Regions from separate parts of the Columba livia genome. Here region 1 is linked to region 2. Evidence: chromatin contacts called from public Hi-C data. All regions are on one chromosome and are shown on one strand. The core of a region is the stretch at or near the end of the contact, and the rest is flanking DNA. Distances in the headings are between cores, read along the strand shown.

Region 1 (6,779 bases), core at 3,811-6,310, 170 kb before region 2:
AAGCTCACAGTGATGTAAACAGAATAAAAACTTGTTTGTGGATCCTGATAAGCAATAGGAAGAGGCAAACTGTAGGCTTTCCAGCTTGTCAAGCTTGTCAGGACCTGCCTGGAAACAGACTTTTTATGTACATCTCAAAAAAAATCAAATGCATCTATGGATTTGGGGTGGCTTTGGAAATAGCTGGCAGCTTGATGGGGGTCTGAGGTCTTCAATTTTCAATAAAGGTGGGATAAGCAAGAACTTGAGTAAGAACACAAAGCCACCAGGATCTGGGATGGCCAGAATTCCTGCTGGTGGTATGATGGTGTAGCAGCACTTACCTCGCATTTGTGAGGGAGAAAAATAGGATATAATCTTTGAAATAAGCTCTCTTTCATCTGTTAGCAGTTTTATTCCATAATACTTCTTACTTTAGTTCTATTTTATAACCATTTGAAATAGTTTTGAGTTTTTTTTCCTCTGTTGCTGCCCTTTACCTTTTATTCTATATTACTCACTACTCCCTATCTAAAGAAATTCTGCCTAAATTCCTTGAGGGTCTGACCCTTCCCTTAGCTTTAGTTTATGCTCCTTTGTTCTTATGTTTGACATAAGCTCAAACAGCCTTGTAAAATCTCATTTCTGCTCCCTTCAGGATTGTGTATTCCTCTATGAAATATTTTCCCCACCCTTCTCTACCCTGCCTTTTCCTAGAAAAGTGCTTCTATTTTAGTAATTGTTTTGTACAATTCGTTGTCAGAGTTCTAGATTCTTTAGTCACTTTCTCCATTACTGTCTCCATTACACGCTATTGTTCTACACTAAGTTTTAGTTATAAAATAAGCTTTACTCATTTTTTTGGTATTCAGTACTGTTGAAAGAAACAAAATACTACCTCTGTCAGCTCTAATGTTTATAATATGTATTATTCACAAAATGGGATCCTTTATTCTGCAGTTCTGGCTGTGAACTTAACATGCTTCCTGGGGCTTGAGCTGTCTACAAAAGTTTCTCAAAATTAAATGCAAAATTCAATATAGGCTTTTACTCCAGACATGGATATTTCAAAGATTATGCTTTACAAATAATGTAGCCCACATCTTAAATGATTCCTTCCCTTTATCAAAAGGCAGTACAACAGGAGACAGAGCAAAAATACTTCATCTTTTCAAGCAATATTATTCCAGAGTGTCGTACAGCATCTTATAGCAAACTTTGTCAACAGACTCCTACAACATTTAGAAATGACTAAAATAAATCATTTTTTGTTATTGTCTAATATGTATCACAGCTTTTTGTATCTTGAGCAAGTTTATGGGTTCCAGGGTTCCTGTTGGCACAACTCAAACATAGTTTTCTGTGCTCCCGAGCAGCCGACACAACAATGTGGCCGCGCTTTGATGGGCACCGCAATGCTCCTGCTCACCATCTGCTCCAGCAGTAGCTGCTCTTCTGGAGTTGGTGGCACACTCCAAAACACACATGTATATACACACGTGTATACAGATATGTGTATGTATATGTATATATCTTCTATGAGATAAGCACACCACTACTAGGAGAAGGGAGCTAGCCTGTTCAGGAGTCCTCAGGACCTGTAGGCACAGAGATGTGCATCAGGCTGGGACTGGGACTCAGTTGGGGAAACTTCCTGGCAGTGGCCCGGGTCTGGGCGATATCCCAGGAGATCACAGCCAAGGCTCCTCACTCTCTCCAGATCACAAGTTAAAACAAATGAAGCCAGATGGGAAAATATTGTTAAAGCTGTTTTGCTTCCAGACTTTTATTTTTATGGTATGCTGTCATGATGTGAGGATATGTCAGGGTGTCAGAAAGAATAGGGCCTGCCAAAAAAAAGAACAGTGGAGGACTGTTCTGGGTAGAGGGAGAAAAACCTGGCACAGGCTGTGTTCGTATCCTTGACCAGTGAAGTCACCTCTTCTTTACCTGTTTGTTTGGTTTTTTTTTACATCACAGCACAAGAGAAAATGAACATATGATGATCAAAGATTTCCTGTAGTGAAGCATTTCCAAATTGGTTGATTCCCAAATTGCTGAGTTGGGAAAAGTGGTGGTCTGTGAGGTGATGGTCTTATTCTGCAGCACAGGTCACTCTCCACTCTTTACCTCACAAAATTCGATGTCGTAAGAACAGATCCAAGCAGGCTTAACAATTAGTAAGATGAAAGGAAAACTGATAGCATTTACAGTTAAGTGTGATGTATTGCATTTCACATGAAGGCAGTTGTCATAAGCAAGAAACTTTCTTTCCATATTCTATGTCAGGATGTGTGGTTTCCATAATATTCTACTATAATTTTCATATATGTATATATTTAAAGACAATCCTTAGGCAAAAGATTTTGTTTGAGTTTTACAGCTAGCCGATACAGAGATAAAAAGTAGTTTGACATTCAGTAGAAACCATTTGGTTTCAGAAGCAGCAGAAGTTCCCTATCTACAAATAAAATTGTCTATGTGTAAACCATCCATGGGAGACAAAGAGATTTCTCTTGACAAGGATCACAGAGATCATTGCTGTTACAGTGTAAGTTTTCAGAAAAGAGCATATTTATTCTTTTTCACTTCACATACACAAATCAGAAACATACTATCTGGGCTCAAACTTCGGAAAGCTTCCCATAAAGACAGTTGTAGTGATGAACAAGATCGAGTTAGTGGGTTTTTGCTTTGCTATTTCAAAATTGTCTAGTACATCAAGATTTCCAACAAAGCAGATTACCTCATCATTATCAGTGTACATTACCAGCTTCATGCTGGATGACTGCAGCAAATATCCCCCTCTTGATGGGATGGCAGACATCTCCTTGCTGCATGGTACAATAACTGGTGTTGATTTTCCTGTTTGGCAAATTTTAGCCTTGGAGTAAGGAGTTAAAATGACAATAGGGGCTGGCCACCAGCCTGCTATCAAAGCAGTCCAGAAAAGATAGACTTAGCACGTTTCCAACATCCTCTAGCCTGTTTCAGCACTTTAAAGAAAACAGATGCAAATGTGATGGCTTTTGCATAGGGCTTTACTTTTGTATTGCAGCTGGAAATTGTGTTTTTATAGGGCATACACCACATTAGAGTCTTTTGTGTTCCACAGTAATAGTTTTGGTCTTTATCACAATGCGGCTATCACATAGTCTAGGAATTTAGCTGAGTTCTTGCAGTAGCTTAACTTTTTTATTGACAATCAGAAAAGAAATCTTGGTGTTGTGGCAGGAGCTGATCTTAGTCTTGCAGTTTATTGGGCAACATTCAAATTGTTTGTACAGCTCCATAGGTATTCTGGATACTTTACAGACAAATATAAATGCACTCTCTGCCCCAAGGAATTTACCCTCAAAATGCAAGGTGGCACAGGCGTAGAAGAGTAAGCAGAAGATGGCTGGGAGGAGGACTGGGACTAAATCACCAACTTGTAGAGCAACATTAGCATCAGAATCGTGAATACCCAAGTCACCAGAAAAGCTGCTCTTTATGTGGATTGTGTTCTTCTTTTCTCATTAAATATTCAGTTTTACAGTGATGTTAATGTATATGAGACCATGTAGGTGGCAGTTGCTGGAGGTCTGAAGTCGCGGGTCAGTGTACTCATCACCACACTCCACACTCCAAACAGCCCCGGGTACCAGGCATAAGGCAGCAGCGTTACCCCGAGCATACTGCTGCCACATTGCTTCTGTGTGGGAACACTCCTTCTAGGAGGCAATGCCAAATCTTCCAGTTGACATGCTGTACAAAACAGTTTTCTCTTTGTCACTGAACAATTTCAAGGATACAGTCAGGCGCAGTAGGACTGTAATCTTGTTTATTCTTCGCAGACGCTACATGGCTCTCTAAAAGCCTTAGAGATCATCACCCCCTTGTTATCATAGCAGGTATGCACCATGTAATCTTCCGTACTAATTGTTGGGAAAATGTGCTCGGTAGTCCTTCACCAGCAGAATCCCAATTGCCAAGGTAATTAATAGTGTTACAGACTTCAAGGCCATAATGCTCATCAGTTATTAATTAGCAATTCATTTTGCTGAATAAATAATACTTATGATTGATGATGGAACTTGTAATTGGGCACTAGTAGTGTTTCTCAGGGGAACAGCTTCTCTGCAAGAATTAACTATGACAGTAACAGCTCAGAAACCCAAGATCATTTAAGAAAATCTACTCTAAACAACTGTGACACAACCAAGACATTTACATTCAGTGTTGGAAAAGTGGAGCTTAAACATCAGAGACTTGCCTATGGCAACCAAATGCCACTGTTTTTACCTAATTTGCTTATATTTTGCTTCGCTTTAAGCATTGCCTCCTTATAAGGAAATGTCCTATATAATTTTATGGCATGCATTACATAGTCTTTATGAGCTTTCATATACATCCTTCACAAATCCAGAAGATAGTATAATAAAGGAAATACTTTCCCAAGCACTATAACCCATTTAAAAGGAATTTGCTCAGATTTAATCTATTTCAGATTAATAGATTGTGGAAAATCAATTTTATTTTATATTAGTTGGCACTACCTTTTGGCATAAATAAAATTGAGCTTAGCCCTCCACCCCCAGAATGGAAAGGGAAGCTGGTAAATAAAGCAAATAAGCTGTTAGTTTTAACTGGGTAGTCAACAAAGACAAGTACGGGAGGTCAGCTGCTGACCAGATGCTGCCTTCAATTAATATTCCAACCCTAAAAGACATTTATCGTTCGCTTTAGAAGGGAGAGCAGCTGAGTCATAAAAGCAGCCCACAAAAGATATTTTAAAGTATTTATAATGGCTAAATCACTTGAAACAAATTAGCCCTGAAAATAAACATATTTTGTACAGTCTATGTAAACCAAATTTCTTCTCCCTGTAAATTGCTTGAGCTAAGTGGGAGTTTTTGTTTGACTAGAGCATACGTTTGCTTCATTACTACATGTGGGTTATTTTTTTTTCCTTTGAAAAGGGTTAATAAACTATAAGATATCATTGCCAACTAAATGAGTCCTGCACCCTTTTAAGGGAGGAAGATGCTGCAGAAGAACAAGTTAAAAAGATATGCAGAGACTACGGTGTAACGCTAACAGACAATTAACAAACTCATGGGTGTTAATTATCTTCATACTGTATCATGTTCAATTAGCTCAGCCCCTGCAACAAAGGCAACCATGAGCAATTGCTTTGATAGGCGTACAGTACTTCATTTGTAGTTAATCGGTTTAAGCCTTGCAGTTGCTAGGCTACACCAGTCTCCAGAGGTAAAAACCTGCACAGATGCACTATGTTTAAATGACTACAGAGAACTGTTTAAACTCAAACCATGTATAACTCTTTATTGATTTTTCACAGAAGATCTCAGCTCTGATGATAAGGTTTTGATATATTTTCCTGCTACAGCCAGTTCCTTGGAGTATTGCAGAAAAAAAATCTGTCAATATGCTTCTATTATGATCTCTTGATCTGTGGCTATAAAAACCTTTAGCCGCAGCCCTTATTATAAAATAATGGAAGAAGCAATATTTGATTTTTTTTCTTGCTTTTTTTTTTTTTTTATCCCCCCACTCTGTAATACACGGTGATTTTTTCCCAGTGCCTCTAGAACTAAATTACAGTATGTTCTTCCTGTATTTCTGTGTTAGAATAATACAGAAGAATTTCTGGCACTAATTAATTTGATTGACTCTCAGCAGGAAAGGATCAGCTGTAGCATCATGAACTTTAACAATAACTACCAACTGATGGGGAGTTCACATCAATAAGACCATCACTAGCCTCCCTCACCTGTCACCAGGCAGGGAATGAGCAATAACCACCCCCTGCAGATGCACTGTTTAGCACTTTCTGCCCGATTAGCAATTTATAATGGTGATCAAGAAACAGTCAGCGGCAAATCAAGACAACTGTCTGGCTGCCTGTTTAATTGGCCTTGTTTGCTTTTTGATAAATGGCTCGTGACTGCTATAGGCCTCTGTATTTTGACTTTTAATAGGCCACTGTGATTAGACTACCAACAGATACTAGGTCAAAACTGAGGGAAGGTGCAAAAAATGTTAATTAATATCAATAATAGGCAATTATTAGTTAGACAGAAGGACCTACTAGCTGCGTGCTCTAATGACTCAGAGCTAACTTGAAGGGAAACAGTGCCAAATTAGCATAACTGTGTATGCAGGCTGCATGGTGGATCCTAGCAAACATCTGTTACGTGAGTAATTCAAACAGAATTCTTCCTTTTTGCATGATACTCACAAAATCGTAATTTTTTTTTTTTTCTTTTGGTCCCTAATGATACCCTAGTGGTTACTGATCTCGCAGTTGGGCTTTGGGTTGGTCCTTCATATCACGAGCTAAACAGTAAAAGTTAATTTGGGTGTGTTTTTCAAGATTTTTAAGTTGGTAACTCGTGTATAAAGGCCTCTAATATTGTACTTAGAGGAACATATGCTGAAAATCATCTTGCTCCAAGTGCTGCTCCTACTACAATTAACTTTCCCACCACTTTGTTTCTTTCAGGAACACAAACAAGCAAACAATGATGGGCACTGAAATATTTGTGTGCTTGCTATTGCTGATCCTCTGAATATAAACATGATAGGATATGAGGGTCAAAATTATTACATATGGGGGTGAGACAAAGAAGTAAAGGAGTTTCTCTGACACAGTTTTGTGTCTACTTTTCTGTGGTTGTTTTCAGGATATTAGGAATGTCACCTTCATTGCAAACATGAAGCAAACAAATCACACACCAGCAAAGTGGAAGCACTTCACTTAGAAGGAGTGTTTTAAATAAATTTTATACAGAAAA
Region 2 (6,735 bases), core at 1,663-4,162:
TGTTTGGAATCTCTTTGTTTGTTGTATTTTATTTGAAAGATGGTGTTTGACTCTTTTTTTTCTTTTCCTCTTTCCAGACCCTGTTCATATTTTTAATTAATCAAAACCTGCAGACTGCTGTTGTGATTTCTGTATTTCTGCAAGAACCTCCTCTATGATTTCTGCAAGGTCGCACACAGTCCAGCTGAATGGGAACCCAAAGTCTGCTGCCAGTGACTTCGCTGAGATCTCAGAAGGGTGAAGGAAGACAAAAATCAAGATAGATCTTGGCTACATAATGCTGGCTGCTGGAGGAAATACATATGGAGGGCCGGAACTGGAGGTGGCACAAGATGTGAGTCAGGGCAAGTACCTGTATCATAAACTGGTTTGAATTAAAGGATCAAAACCTAAGATAAAATCTAGTATAATAAAATGGGAAACACAGCAAAGGATAGGGCAAAATATATTCCTTGCTGTACCTCAGCTTCAAATTATTATTAAATGTGTACCTCATGTTGAACATGACCCTGACATACACTGGACAGGTACACCACGACTTCTCTCACTGCCTGTGATGGTTCTCCCGATAGGACAGGGCTTGAAAAAAATAGAAGGGCAAGTGGTAGTTTTTTAAATGTATATGTTTGTATTTAAAAAAAATCTGAAAATATACTTCATCACAACCTAATCACTTCAAACCAGTAAACATGGAAGATGTGTGTATATATTCATATCTATGAGTAATAAGAATGTAGTTAATAATTGTGCCTACAGTGCTATACTTAGCCATTACTTCCTTGGCACATCTTAAACCAAAGCAGTTTGCACTGTTCTGACAGCCGACAGGACACAGCAGCAAACATCCCATCACAATATTGGCACTCTTGCTTGCCCTTGCTGAAACCTTGCATGATTGTGCTGTACCAACTGTGTTGTCCAGAAGGCCATCATGAGTTGATCTTGTCATTTTGTGTCCTCTGAACCCTCCCAGGTCACACTGCAGGGAACAGAGTGGCCAAGGGAAGTCAGAGTATTGTGCTCATGATGAATTTGGCCCTTTATAAAAAGAAACTGGTATCCCTCTTTTCCCTCTCTTTCTCTCCAGTAGAAAATTTTCATTTTCAATCCAGTGGCTCATACAAGTCTCCTCATCTTTTTATTTGAAGCTCTCAGTCTCCAAATGAAGAGCAAAAGCTAAATTATACAAAGCAACATAAAAGGGATGCCAGTTATGATTAGGCTAAATTTAATGCACTCTCCTGTATATGTTAATGCTTTATGTACAGCTATGCATGCAGCTTAAAGAGATAGATAGAAAATAGCCTGGGAAGTAGAAGAAAATGAACTTCATAGCAAGAGCTGTGTTTCCCCAAATGGAAAGCATTTAAAGATTGGGAATTGCCTCTTTCTTTCACCCATGTTACCCTCCCAACTCTATCAGCCAACTTTCTGCTAACCCTCCCTCTGCTTTTAGTTATCAACTTGCCTTTTTTTTTTTTAATCCTGTTCGTAGGAAAAGAAAACAAGCAGACAAGAATGAAAAACAGAATTAGATAAATATCTGGCAGCATTTCATGAGAAGCGTATCCTAGAGAGAGCAACAACAATCTAGATAAGGTTCAACTTTTCTTTTTGCTTGCTTTAAGTGTAGTTGTTTGGCAGCTCCACACTTCCCGCGTATGCTTTGCAGTTTATGTATAAATATAAACTTTCTCCCCTGAGTATCACCCCACAAAGAAACAAATAATAATAGAAAAAAGTTTGAGGAAGATATCTGTAAATTATGAAAATTGTACGCATCCACAGTAACGTGTTTTGTAGAAAGATTTTTAAAGCAGCCTTTTTACTCTCACGTATAGGAAATGTAAAATGTGATGGCTGCTTTTTTTCATAACCAGTAACTGTAGAGGTAGGTATGAGGGGATGGGGAGGGACAAACAAACCTAAAGATGACAGATCTGTACAGAATGTTGTTAGTATGCCAGATCTTATTACAGAGCAGTGGGAGGCCTTGTACACTACGTACCAGCTCTATGGGGACCTCCATATTTAAAACAAGATGAAAAAAATGTGATTTGAAAAACCCCTCATGGGCAGCCTTCAAAGGCACAGACAGGTTCTGACTGGATTAACATTTATTGACTGTTTAAGCCTGCTTTTTTGCTTCAGGACAGAGATACATGAGTTTAATTGCGGAGGCTGTTCTGCCAACTGATCACCAGAGTGGCAACCAAAGCTTTACTAATCGGTCCTTCATTAAAGAAAAGTCTCTATTACAAAACAAATTAAGCATGCTCTGATCCTAACCTACAGGTCCAATAGCATTACAGCAAAGTTTAAGCTCTTAGAGCACTGAAAAACTTATTAAGGTTTAGTGCTGAGATAGCACTTTTGTATTGATTTTACAATACACAGGTATTATGATTTATGGAGTGCTAGTGTCACTCTAACAAGCTGAAGGACACACAATATCATCTCCAACATCATTAAAATTCAGAAGCCTCTAGAACTAACTCATCAACCACTGTATATTGTCACAGACTATAGAGCTGTATTCCAGTTGGAAAATGCCCTAAGCTTTCTGGACAGTTGTCTTCCCCAATCATATAATTAAAAATAAAAATGTATTTTAAAAAAAAGAACCAAAACTCTGTGCATTAAAAATTAACTAACTTCAAATATCTTGTTCATATAACAAAATGGCACTAATATTTACTATCATTTATAACATAATGAGTTTTTCTGCCTTCTGTTGCCTGAACGCTAAAGTACCAGTATTATATCTGTTGGAAAGAGCTGGCTAGTCCAAACGGAAAGAGGAAGGCTTTGACACGCTGAGTGAGAAAAGCCATGCACGATTTTACTTCGTTCTGTATCAGGAATGTTAAATTTTACCGAAGTTTGGGTCCTCACCCTGCCTCAGACCAAAGCCATCCCTCCCTCCCAAGCGGCTGCTCTTGCTCCTTTCCTAGGGGGAAAAAAAAAACAACAAAAACAAAACCAAAACGACAAAACCCGGCGCTCCGGCTTTTAAACGCGCAAAAAGCAGCGCCTGATGGCAACACAACAAAGCCGCTGCGAACAGCCGCACGCAGACAGAACCCGCGGCCCCGGCCCCGCGCCCCTCCCCGGCCGCCGCTGCGGCCCCGGCCCCGGCCTCGGCTCGGCCCCATCCCTGCCCGGCCCGCGGTTCTGCGGTGCGCTGGAGACCCCTGTCGGCGGCGGGAGGCAAGGGCGGCGGGGAGCCGGGGCCGCTCTGCCGCGGGCGGGAGCCGGGCTCGGGGCGTGGAGGGAGTCCCAAACATGAGCCACCCCAAAGTACATAGCTGAACATTCAGATTTCTGCTGTTAAAATGTTTCGTATTTGTTTGTTTGTTTGTTCGTTTCGGTTTTTTGTTTTGTGGGTGTTTTGGTTTGGTTTTGGTGGGGTTTTTTTCAGGTGTGTGCCTGCCCTTCCCGTAGTGCGGCAGTCAAGCCTAGGCTCTCGTTGCCCCGTGTTGAACTAGTAATGCCAAGTCAATATTTTTACGACCGGTGAGGGAACATACCGAATAGAGGCACAACTTTGCCTTTCTTCTAGTGATATCTCAGCACAGGAAATCCTCGATCTGGCAGTGTGTAGCCCGGCTCATTGAGAGCATGCAGATTACAATAGTATCCACAGCGTTGGAACAGATCTGGGTTAGCTGAAGGAATTTATCTTGGCAAAATCCTGTTTTATTATCATGCGTGGCATAAGTACTGCCTAATTGTGATTATATAAATAAGAATACTCAAGCCTGCATCCCTTCTGTGTTATTATTTGTGCAGCCCACATGTGGTCATTTACACCAGCACTACCAAATTGCTTAAAAATGGGTGTAGGAATCACTGTACAAACCGCTGGAGTACCAAACCCATTTGTCTTTAATAAGGTGATCTAAGATGCCGGGTATTATATAATAAGCATTTTTTTATTTTGTACAGTGATCGCTGGTAGCTGTTATTTCCTGCCTCAATTCATGAAAAGTGTTATATCATTTTATATATATATGTCTTTGCTATACAAATATAATCAAATATACAAACATGCGTTCTGCTGCCGATCTTTTGTGTGCGCAGCTCCCCATACAAGCTGCGGGAATGTTTCATGTGAAAGGACTTCAAAGTCAGGCGGTTGGGTAGTTAAGCTTATTAGAAAGCAGGCTTTATCTGAGGAGTCCCAAAGTGTCCTAAATTGAAAGAGCCTTGTGGTGTGCCCGTGCTTCTATTTGGCATATAAATATTCATTTTTCTCTCAAATTCTGAGATATCTAAATAGTTTTTATCTTTTAATTGATTTTAAAATGTAATTTAAAGATATAAAATTCTTCCTAAATTACTTTTCTAAATAATGTTAAATTGTAGCTCATATTACTTTTATCTTAAAATTCCTCAGATTTACTTCTTACGCTGATGTAAGTCTTAATTCAGCCAGGAGTGTCTCTTGATGTCAAATTGCACTATTGCACAGAACAGGTACATTCAGTGTAAGCAAGATCAGAATCACTTCATAATATGTGGGTAGCACTTGGAAGTAACTGAATGAAAACCCCCACAAAAGTATAAATTAGCATTTCTGTCTGCTGAGAATGGCAGTTCCCTCCTTTTTTTGGATCTCTTACAAATCTACTAAAAATCCTACAAGACTCAAGTGGTCCTGCAAAATGCTACTCCACTGTACAGCAGAGTAAAATCTAAAAGAATAAATTATTTTAAGTCTTCTTAAAATTACAACAGCATATATATCAAAAGGATTAGATGTTTCCCAAATTGATGTAAATATGTAGTAGTCAATGGCTTATTAGAGTGAAGTTTTTTTATACTTTGTTGCTTGTATCTTTAACAGCATATTATTTCTAGGGAAGGAAGAAAGGGCTTTTCTTTCCAGTATCACCAAAGCTGCCTGATTGCAAAACTGAATCAATCCTAAAATTAAAATTAGGAGGCCGGATCAGCATGAAAGCAATTGTGTTATAAGTCAGCGTTAAGACGTTATTGATAGAAAAGCTAATGCAATACATTTTCCTCTGTCACAGGTTTCTGGCCCAAAGCAATTTGCCAACTAGCTAACCACCTCAGCATAAACACGGGGGAGCCCCCGCTGGGCCCTGGAAATCCCGCTTGTCTGCAAGTGCACAATATACAAGGCAAATCTCCATAAAGCTCTTGCCACAGTTGAATACAAACACTCCTCAGGTCCTGCTGTGACTTGGCACACCCCGCTGGACAGCTGGAAACTGCGAGGAAAGGAGCTGCTGCCAATAACGGGTTACAGGGGATTGTCAGCGCAAAGTTTCCTGGAAACAGGCAGCGACTGACATTATTATTTTGCTGGAGGATATTGATGCGAGATATAAGATATATACAGTGCTGCACGGTTGCATTTGATATATATTTGACAGGGTATACAGTAAAGCATAGTACTTCTCTGGTACGATCTGTGTGCTTGAGCTGAGACTTAAACCCTGAAAAAACAAACAGAATTTGTCCCAACCTTACACTTTCCCTAACATAATTCTGGAAATCAGATATTGCTCTAAATGTCATTTTATTACATGTATCAAAAAGACTGAGCATACTAAGGGTCACGAATGTGTACCTAACACCTTTGCAGCTGCAGTTTACTGTAGATAGATTGCATACAGTCACTCTTTCATTTTTTTCTTGGAACCGCTTGCAATGAAGTGCTACTGGCGATCATTAAAAAAAAATTGCTCTTTTTATGTAGCTTGAATATACAAAATGGTACTTATCTGCATTCCAGTGTAAAGAATGCTTGGAAGACAATTCAATGATGTAAATGAAATGGCTAAATTAGAGATTGGCATACTTGATCATCATTAGTCTAATGTAATATAATTTTTAATGTTAAGAAGCTACATTTTCTAGCCCTGAATAAAAGCCCAGTGTTCTCTATGTGTTATAATAAATTAATGCAATAAAACCAGGTACACTTATCCTGTAAAGAAGCTTATTAACCAGACTGCTAGTGCTGCAAAATTCGGCATACAGTAAACAATACTTTTTTTGTTAGAATAATGACGTACAGTTTATTCTTTTATACTGTGCAGCACTTGGGGACCACATCCATTTACCAAAATAATACCAAATTAGTACTGCAAATATTGAAATCAGACCTTTCAGACTAACCAGTGGCCTAATTTTCTCTTCAACCTGCTCTTAATCTCAATTCATCAATAACACTGCCTTATTACAGGACTTTGACAGCGAGCTAGGGCTTTTGATAAATTATACATCTCAAGCCAGATTTAAAATTTGAAGCTCAAGTGCTAATTATCTGTACAGGCCTAGTTAATAACGAGATTTCTTGTTAAGTATCTGATCACAGCATGGGCATCATTTGTCAAGAACCTCAAGTCTACCTTGGAGACTAGCTCTTCGAATTCTCCCTTGCCTACCATATGTAAAATTGGGATCTTTGTTTCTATAATAACCTTTTATTAGGAAGCTGACATAATGATTAAGTTTGCTGTAGACACATACAACGAGTTAGACAATTACCCTTGCTGCTTTAAACTACTCAGGCTCCTAGCAAGACAAAATAATTAATATTGAATTTTAATTTGATGTGTTCCACATTTAAACCCCAATTTGCAAAGTACACCTGGAAGGCTGCCGCTGTTTCCTTGCAGTTTGTGCTGATGAAATAAAGGCTCCTGCCGTTTGGATGTAAAAGCACAGAAGGCATGATGCACCACAATCACTTCTCAG

What was found. Hi-C and Micro-C count contacts between places; a contact is called where the count stands out from the background.
Region 1: a contact with region 2 is called in a Hi-C map of crop, with 3 times the contacts expected there. The contact joins two enhancer-like sites. A contact is called at or near these places in 2 of 2 Hi-C or Micro-C datasets (crop and liver).

The regions. Positions count from the first base shown.
Region 1 is chr7:23,418,017-23,424,795 of bColLiv1.pat.W.v2, reverse strand. No RefSeq gene overlaps it. Among named protein-coding and RNA genes, the nearest start is that of LNPK, 71 kb to the left of the region's middle. Within about 2 kb of position 5,060, at least 1 of the 3 cell types and tissues checked has an H3K27ac peak away from gene starts, as active enhancers do.
Region 2 is chr7:23,245,493-23,252,227 of bColLiv1.pat.W.v2, reverse strand. No RefSeq gene overlaps it. Among named protein-coding and RNA genes, the nearest start is that of ATP5MC3, 69 kb to the right of the region's middle. Within about 2 kb of position 2,912, at least 2 of the 3 cell types and tissues checked have an H3K27ac peak away from gene starts, as active enhancers do.